2 separate regions of the Mus musculus genome follow, and region 2 is linked to region 1. A link is a contact called in public HiChIP or PLAC-seq data. All regions are on one chromosome and are shown on one strand. Each heading gives the region's core, a stretch centred on a gene start, on an enhancer-like site or on the middle of the called end of the contact. The rest is flanking DNA. Distances are from core to core; before and after follow the strand shown.

What was found. HiChIP or PLAC-seq counts read pairs in DNA pulled down with a chosen protein or histone mark.
Region 2: a contact with region 1 is called in an HNF4G HiChIP or PLAC-seq map of pancreatic cancer cells. The contact joins two enhancer-like sites. A contact is called at or near these places in 2 of 484 Hi-C or Micro-C datasets (nephron progenitors and ventricular fibroblasts) and 3 of 115 datasets of contacts at active chromatin or transcription factors (embryonic limb bud, embryonic stem cells and pancreatic cancer cells).

What each region holds. Positions count from the first base shown.
Region 1 is chr17:62,503,012-62,506,402 of GRCm38.p6, forward strand. No RefSeq gene overlaps it. Among named protein-coding and RNA genes, the nearest start is that of Gm25800, 48 kb to the left of the region's middle. Within about 2 kb of position 1,825, at least 32 of the 459 cell types and tissues checked have an H3K27ac peak or open chromatin away from gene starts, as enhancers often do. A contact at or near this core is called in pancreatic cancer cells, where this site is marked.
Region 2 is chr17:62,783,191-62,786,581 of GRCm38.p6, forward strand. All of the region lies in intron 1 of Efna5 (ephrin A5), which reads right to left. It overlaps Gm52303 (a long non-coding RNA gene), which reads left to right. Exons shown (of 2, transcript XR_003952355.1): 1 at 1-1,152. Gm46583 (a long non-coding RNA gene) reads right to left here. Exons shown (of 2, transcript XR_001782160.2): 2 at 1-3,391. Among named protein-coding and RNA genes, the nearest start is that of Gm46583, 5.7 kb to the right of the region's middle. Within about 2 kb of position 1,536, at least 144 of the 459 cell types and tissues checked have an H3K27ac peak or open chromatin away from gene starts, as enhancers often do. A contact at or near this core is called in pancreatic cancer cells, where this site is marked.

The DNA.
Region 1 (3,391 bases), core at 575-3,074:
AGTTAGGTGGGCAGGGAACCAAGGGTAGATCTAAGAGAAGTGAGAGGAAGGAAGACTATGTGTGCAAAATTCTCCAAGAATGAATAGAAAGAAAAGAGTCAGAGTGCAATGAGGGTGAAAGTATTTCCCCAAAGCAGCCACTGTCTTCCAGCTGTGCTGTCTCTGAGACCAGATTTCTGCTGTTGCCAGGAAAGGAGATCATGACTATGAAAAGAACCAGAATAGCTTTAACTACGGACAGGCACAGCTTGACCACGATGAGGTGTAATCATTCCGTGACCTTGATTGTCCCTGGCACATTGGCTTCTAGTTCCAGTTCCTAGCCTAGTGCCAACTCAACAAGTACGTGTCCAATGAATCAGGGATGAATTGGCGTTGAGAAAGACACTTTACTTGGTTCTGCCACCACACGACAGAGCATTCAGTACCCGCAAGACACAAATGTAACCGGTGTCGGTATCAGTGTAACACAGGTTGGTATTGGTCAGCACGAGGCAACATTGCAGACACCGCTCAGAAAAACCGCATCTTGGGTTGACGGAATAGTACTCCCATGATTCCTTGGGAACAGGAGGTCTCTGGTGGGCGTGCTAAAACTGCTGCTCCCGCATGTCAATCAAACTGAGATTCCGTAAAACAATTCAGTCCTGTGCCTGGAGCTAATGAAGGGACAGGAGAAGCCGTTCCAGTTCCTTCCACCAGCCACGAACCCATCTCCTGCAAGTGTCAAGGACAACGCTTTCAACAAAGTCCCAACACACAGAAAGGGAGTAAAATGCTAATCTGTCAGAGTAAATACTTGTTCCTGGAAAAGGTCTGTATGTTTGGAAGAAGACTGCTTTCATTTCCCAGGGGTTTCCAGGACCCAAAGCTTTTGCATTGATCTCATTTGATCAGAACACTGTGCTATGGGCAGGGCAGAAGTTCCATCTGTGTTTTAAAGGTGAGTGAAGTGGGTCCTTGGGGTAGATAGCAGCCTGGGGGTCAACAGTGATGTCAAAGCAGTCTGACTCCTGACTCGGGCCCTTTCAACACCCCATCCTGATTCTTATCTCCAGATGGATGAAGATTCATTTGACCCGGGCTTACGGTCTTGGTGCTATCTCTCCTGCCTTCGCGATACCTGCCAAACTCTGTTATCTCAGAGACTTGCTATTTAAAAAATGGCCACCGAAAGCTAAACCTAAGGGGTTGGAAGGAAGGAAGAGACTGCTGAGAGATCAACTCTCTTTCTAGTGGCCCCAGTGAGGTTCATTTGCAGTTTCCGACGACGGTACCCACAGTGACTATCGTTTTCAAGCTACACTGATAAGCTAACTGTGAAACAAAGGAGCACACAGACTAATAAGAGTGTTTAGAGAAAATTAACATCTGGGCAATTTATTGCTAAATCTAAACTCCTCAAACTTTGCATCCAACACATTCTAATCGTAGCCTTAATTCCAATCTTTAAAAAAAAAAAAAAAAAAAAAAAAGCTTAACCTGTCTCTTCTCATAGCAAAACATTTACATAAACAACCCAGGAACTAATTTTGTTTCCTTGTTTTGTTTTTGTTTTTTTTTTTTTCCTTTATTCAGTTCCTAGGAAAAGGACTTGAATACTAGAAGAGGTGAACAGAAATGAATACCCAGCTTGCATCTCAATCATGCTGTTTATATGGATTAGTCATGTGCCAGCACCTCACATTCCTTACGTAGGTGTTCAATAATATTTGTTGAATGATTGACAGGAGCAATGAGCACACAGTGTCTTCGTCCCGGTGTGTGACTTCCAGCAGAGAAGTAGAGGGTCATGAAAACCATGGCCTTTAACAGAAAGGTTCTAGTGATCACTACTAAATCACCAGATGACTCAGGCCAGTAGGTCTGACTCACCCCACGGGGCTTCTCAACAATAGAGTTAAGAATGTAAAATCATCTCTTGAAGTTACTTCCAGGGCTAGCATTGCGTAGCTCTAGTTTGAAAAACTATCTGCCAAAGAAAAATATTACTCTCACCAGAAAATAAATATGATTGAAGAGCGGTCCCAGACAGAGGCTTAGATTTCAGCTTTAAATGTGTCTGGGGGGTTTAGAATCTTAACGATTATAATTGAAGACAATGAGGACTTCCTGGATCCTAACAGACACTGCTTTTAGCACATTATCACCTATTACAGCACCCTATAAAGGGACTGAGGTGGAGACACTGGAGGAGGCTCTAAGGAAAACTAAACTTCATATCTTATTCTCTCTCCCTCACCCACTACCTCACCGACTCCCCACCCCTGTTCTTTAACAAAGCAGATTTAGAAAAGGAAAAGGTATCTATAATGAACTATTTTGAAATTCCAGAACCTGGGGAAAGATGTCTATGAGTCTCTAAGCATACAAAAGAGAATAGCCTAGAAAAGCAAATGTGTGGAAGTGGGTCCCTGCACAGAATTCTGAATTTTTAGAGGAAGTGGCAACTCAAGCAAGAATTTCAAGCATGCATGCACACGCTTACAGACACACACACACGGAAAAGAGCTGAGATCCCAAGAAGTATGCTGCACCAAAGACCTCAGAGATGGTGAATGGATTCCCTCAGGTTCTGAGCAGAGTTGGCCACAGGAACAGGGTGCCAGGCAGAAACTCTAACCAATAGGAGCCCTGAAGAGGAAGAAGTACTAAAGCCCTGCAAAGGACTAACCTTTAACCAGCGTCCTCTGCCTGGGCCAACACACCTGGCAGTCCAGACTTGCTGGTACCACCGTATAGCACTTAAAAGAACCAGGCAACGGTGTGAGAGAGGAAGGACTCCATGGGCAGAGAGCCAGTAAGAGAACATAACAAGGGAATCATGTAACTCCAACTGTGATCTTCAAAGACTTCCTTTTTTCCCAATTCCTCCCACAGCAAGCCTTCCCATCTCTTTTTTTTTTTCTCTACAGAGGCACACAGAAATTTTTATCTAACATGTCCTAAAATACAAGCTAGATTGAAAAACAAAAAACAGAAAGAAAATAATAGACCCCACCTGAATATTCATATGTGAAGATAAGTTTTCAGAAAATTAAAATACGAAAATCTCAGTGTGGTGGTACACACTTAGGATTTCCAGCACTGGGTGTCAATCCAGTGAAGAAATGAAGGAATTAATAAACAAGACAAAGTGTAAGAAACAATATACCCATCTTTCCCATCACTCTCTTTGAAGTTACTGTCTCTTGTCTTGCCTGGCATCCTCAGTATACAGCACCTTTGTGTCTTTTCCTTCCTATTCATTATGTGGCGCCAAGGAGACCTTTCTGAGCGAAACCACACGCCACTGGCTCTTCTCAGATCCCTTCCTTGAACCTAGAACACAGTTCAGAGTCCTTACAGTGCCTTACAAAGTTTCGACTACTCAGCTCTCTCCCTCTGCAGA
Region 2 (3,391 bases), core at 286-2,785, 280 kb after region 1:
CCAGAGTGGCAGTCGTTCTAGTGTCAGGGCAGCTCGTCCTCCAGCAGAGCAGAGGGCACAGGATCCTAGTGGCTCGGGCAGTCGAGAAAAGGCTCTCCCGATAAAGCATTAGATTGTGGTAACAGGCCCTGGTGTGCACTGGGAACTCTTCCTGTGCAGACGTCTGGCTGTCTGGCTGGGTGGGAGGACTTTATCCAATAAAGGTCCAGCACCAAGTTCATGGAAGCCAAGCTTTTAAGAAACAAAATGCTTCCTCTAGTCACCACCCTGATAGACTGTCATCTACCACACATTCACACTCATGTATTTGTGTGTGTGCGTGCTGTTTAGACTGTCAGAATTACTGTACTGAGTCACCCTTAGGAATCAGACACTGTCCTCCCAGCTAGAAGAATCGCCCACCCCTGGAATTTTCAGGATCTTTTCCCACCTTTCCCAGTGTATACCCACTGGCAGGAACCAAAGAGCTATCACCCTGACAAGAGAAAACAAGCTGTGGGCCACTCTAAGGAAACAGGTTTTTCCTTCCCTCGTAGAGACATTCTTTCTTGGTGAGCTCATGTAAAACAGCAAAATGCTCAGTGAACATACTTGGTCCCATTCCCTGCAGGTGACTGTGCCCTTCAGCTTGACCTGTGATATAGAAAGAGAGAAAAAAAACCACTCTCCAGTTTCTAAGTAAAAGGTGACCATTTGGCAGCTAAGGTGATGGAAGCTGGAAACAGTGATGTGGAAGAACTTGTCAGACAGGTGTGGCCCGGGAGCTGGGAACACAAAGCAAAATGTTTCTGGGGGCCAATCTTGAGCCAAATTAATTTAAAAGGACAGGATAGCGACTGTGTGATGTTTGTGCTATGTTGGTATTGGGGGAAGAAAAAAAAAAAAAAAACTGTTCTTATCTGGCAAGGGCGCCCCCTGCTGGCCGCCACTCTGAACTCCGCCTCTTGGTCTCTCTCCAGAGAAGGCAGAATTGCTTGCACAGCACAGAGAATCCGGCAGGGTTAGATGGGCGAGTCCCTCGCAAAGCACACAAAAAGAGCAAAAGGTGCGGGTCACCGCCCCAACCACAATCTACCTCCGTCACGGTTCTCTGCAGTCAGATAAATTACAAGGCGGCTGGAAAGAATGACTACGCTGATTACTGCTTTGCAGGTGAGACGTTGGAAAGCCAGGGAGGAAAGAGGCCATTTTATGGGGCCCAGCCGCAGAAAGGATTCCTAAATTACACTCACATGTTTATAGCGCTTGACTATGGGACTAAATCTCCACTATCCTTCTAATGGCTCCGGTTTATTGTGACATTCTTAATAGTAATTACTTAAGGTCCCAAGCACATGACACAGCAGCCTAGGATTAAAACCCATTCGAACAGTAGACAGAACACCTTGCCAGCGAGTGACCTAAAATCAGCCTTGTGTTCCCACGCCATCCCCCACTTACCCCCTATTTCTTTGCGAGCTACTAGGTGCACAGACATTTTTTCATGAGCTGCTCTTCCAGTGTCTCCGCTTTCCCCTCTCACCTATTTTGTCCTATGTTTGGCCTCTTACAAAACCCTGCTAATGTTTCACAATATTGGCACACTACCCCCCCCCGTCGTCTCCCCCCCCCCAAAAAAAATTCCAGCAAAACACTTTGGGCAGAAAACACTTTGTAATCTGGGGCTCGTGTTTAAACTCGCTGTCGTCCATTGGAACTAGTTACTCAAGGAAAATTGCCACGGCGCTCAGCTGGTTCAGACTACCACAAAGAAAACCTGTTTGTGGAGGCACACGGGTCTCTGCACTCCTGACAGAAACGTCATACTTGAGCGTCTTTAGCTCGGAGTTATATGCCCTTAGTCTCCGAGAGTTCACCAGCTCAGGCTGAACTTGGCTTCCCCCTGGGACCTCAATCTCATGTCTGTTCCCAGCTCTCGACTTCAAACACGGGGGACAGGGATGCAAGGCATCTAGGCGTGAGCAGAGAAATATAATAGACAAAACAAACATGCTTCATCCCCTTTGGGTCACTGGGTCTGGTTTTCATTTTCTAGTTTACATACGAAACCAAGGGGTAAGAAGAAACGCCCATGGAATACAGGACCGGGGGTGGGGGGGGTGGGGGGGGGATCCCTTATTTCTGAATTTTAAAGACACTGCCATACATCGAAACGGGTTGTTTGCTCTTTATTGGATCCAGTTTGCTGAAATTTTTAGTTTTCAGTTCTTTGTGTTTCTTCTGCAAGTGGAAGACTACCCAAATGAAACAGTTTATAGTTATCCTTGTATGTGCTAGTTCGAAGAACGCTTGCTGACCGTCAGGTGTGTTTTTGTCCCCATGTCCGATGTGGGACAATATTTAATTCAAGAGTGTATTTTATTCACCTCTTGCCTTAGCTGGTCCTGTAGGCAGGCATCCCCAGGAATAGCTTGATGAGGGAAATGTTTACCTACCAAAAGCTGTGAGAATGACAATGTGGGCTGATTTTTATTTATAAGAGGGGGGAACTGAGCAATTTTACAATGAACCCGATCAATCTGTACCCGTTTGGGGAATAATTCTTCTCTGAATAGAGTTATCAAGACACCTGTAGTTTACCTGACCCTGTGTCTACAGGAAGCCAGAGGTTCTCATAATTATGTTCAAATGCAAAGAACTTTTACTGGTTACCACTTAGACAGTAGATGACCCCCATAAGACTTGGGATGACTTCAGTTGCTCCACGTGTCCAAAGGCTCCAAACTGCACATCCATGTTCACACATGCATTCTCTAGGAAAGCCAGAATCAGCCTCTCTTTATTTCAAATGTGGGGTAAGTACAGTGGCTATCAGCTGGACAAGCCGTGGAGAAGGTTATTCACCTCTGCAAACATCACAACAGTAAGCCATGTGCTAGCACAAGGGAAGTCCGCCATCTCTCAGGAAGCCAACCTTGTTCTGGTTTTTTTTTTTTTAAGCTACACTGTGTTACAATACTCTCATATTGTAACAATACTTAGAAACTATGTCAGCAAGAGGAGAGAGAGAGAGAGAGAGAGAGAGAGAGAGAGAGAGTATCAATAAATAAGCTCTGTCTGATACCCCTCAGATTAAACTCAATATGCCATTAATATGAAAAGAATTTGACAGTTTACATAAGGGATGTGACCTGGTGCCAACAACCTCTGGCTTCTTCATTCTCCAGATGGTAGCAGATTAGCAGGCAGCCTTTATTCTCCTAAGAAGATTTCCCCCCATGGAAAAGCTATAAAGACCAATTCTGTTCCAAACTTCAAGTCTCCTTCACAAATGTCTACCCAATTCTAGGCCTTAACTAATGCCTATTAAAAGAAGCCCTTGGGCTCAACGTTATGCAGTGTGGGGGGAAAACACTAAAGGCAAACTTAACTCTAATGCCTGCCTTTAAAA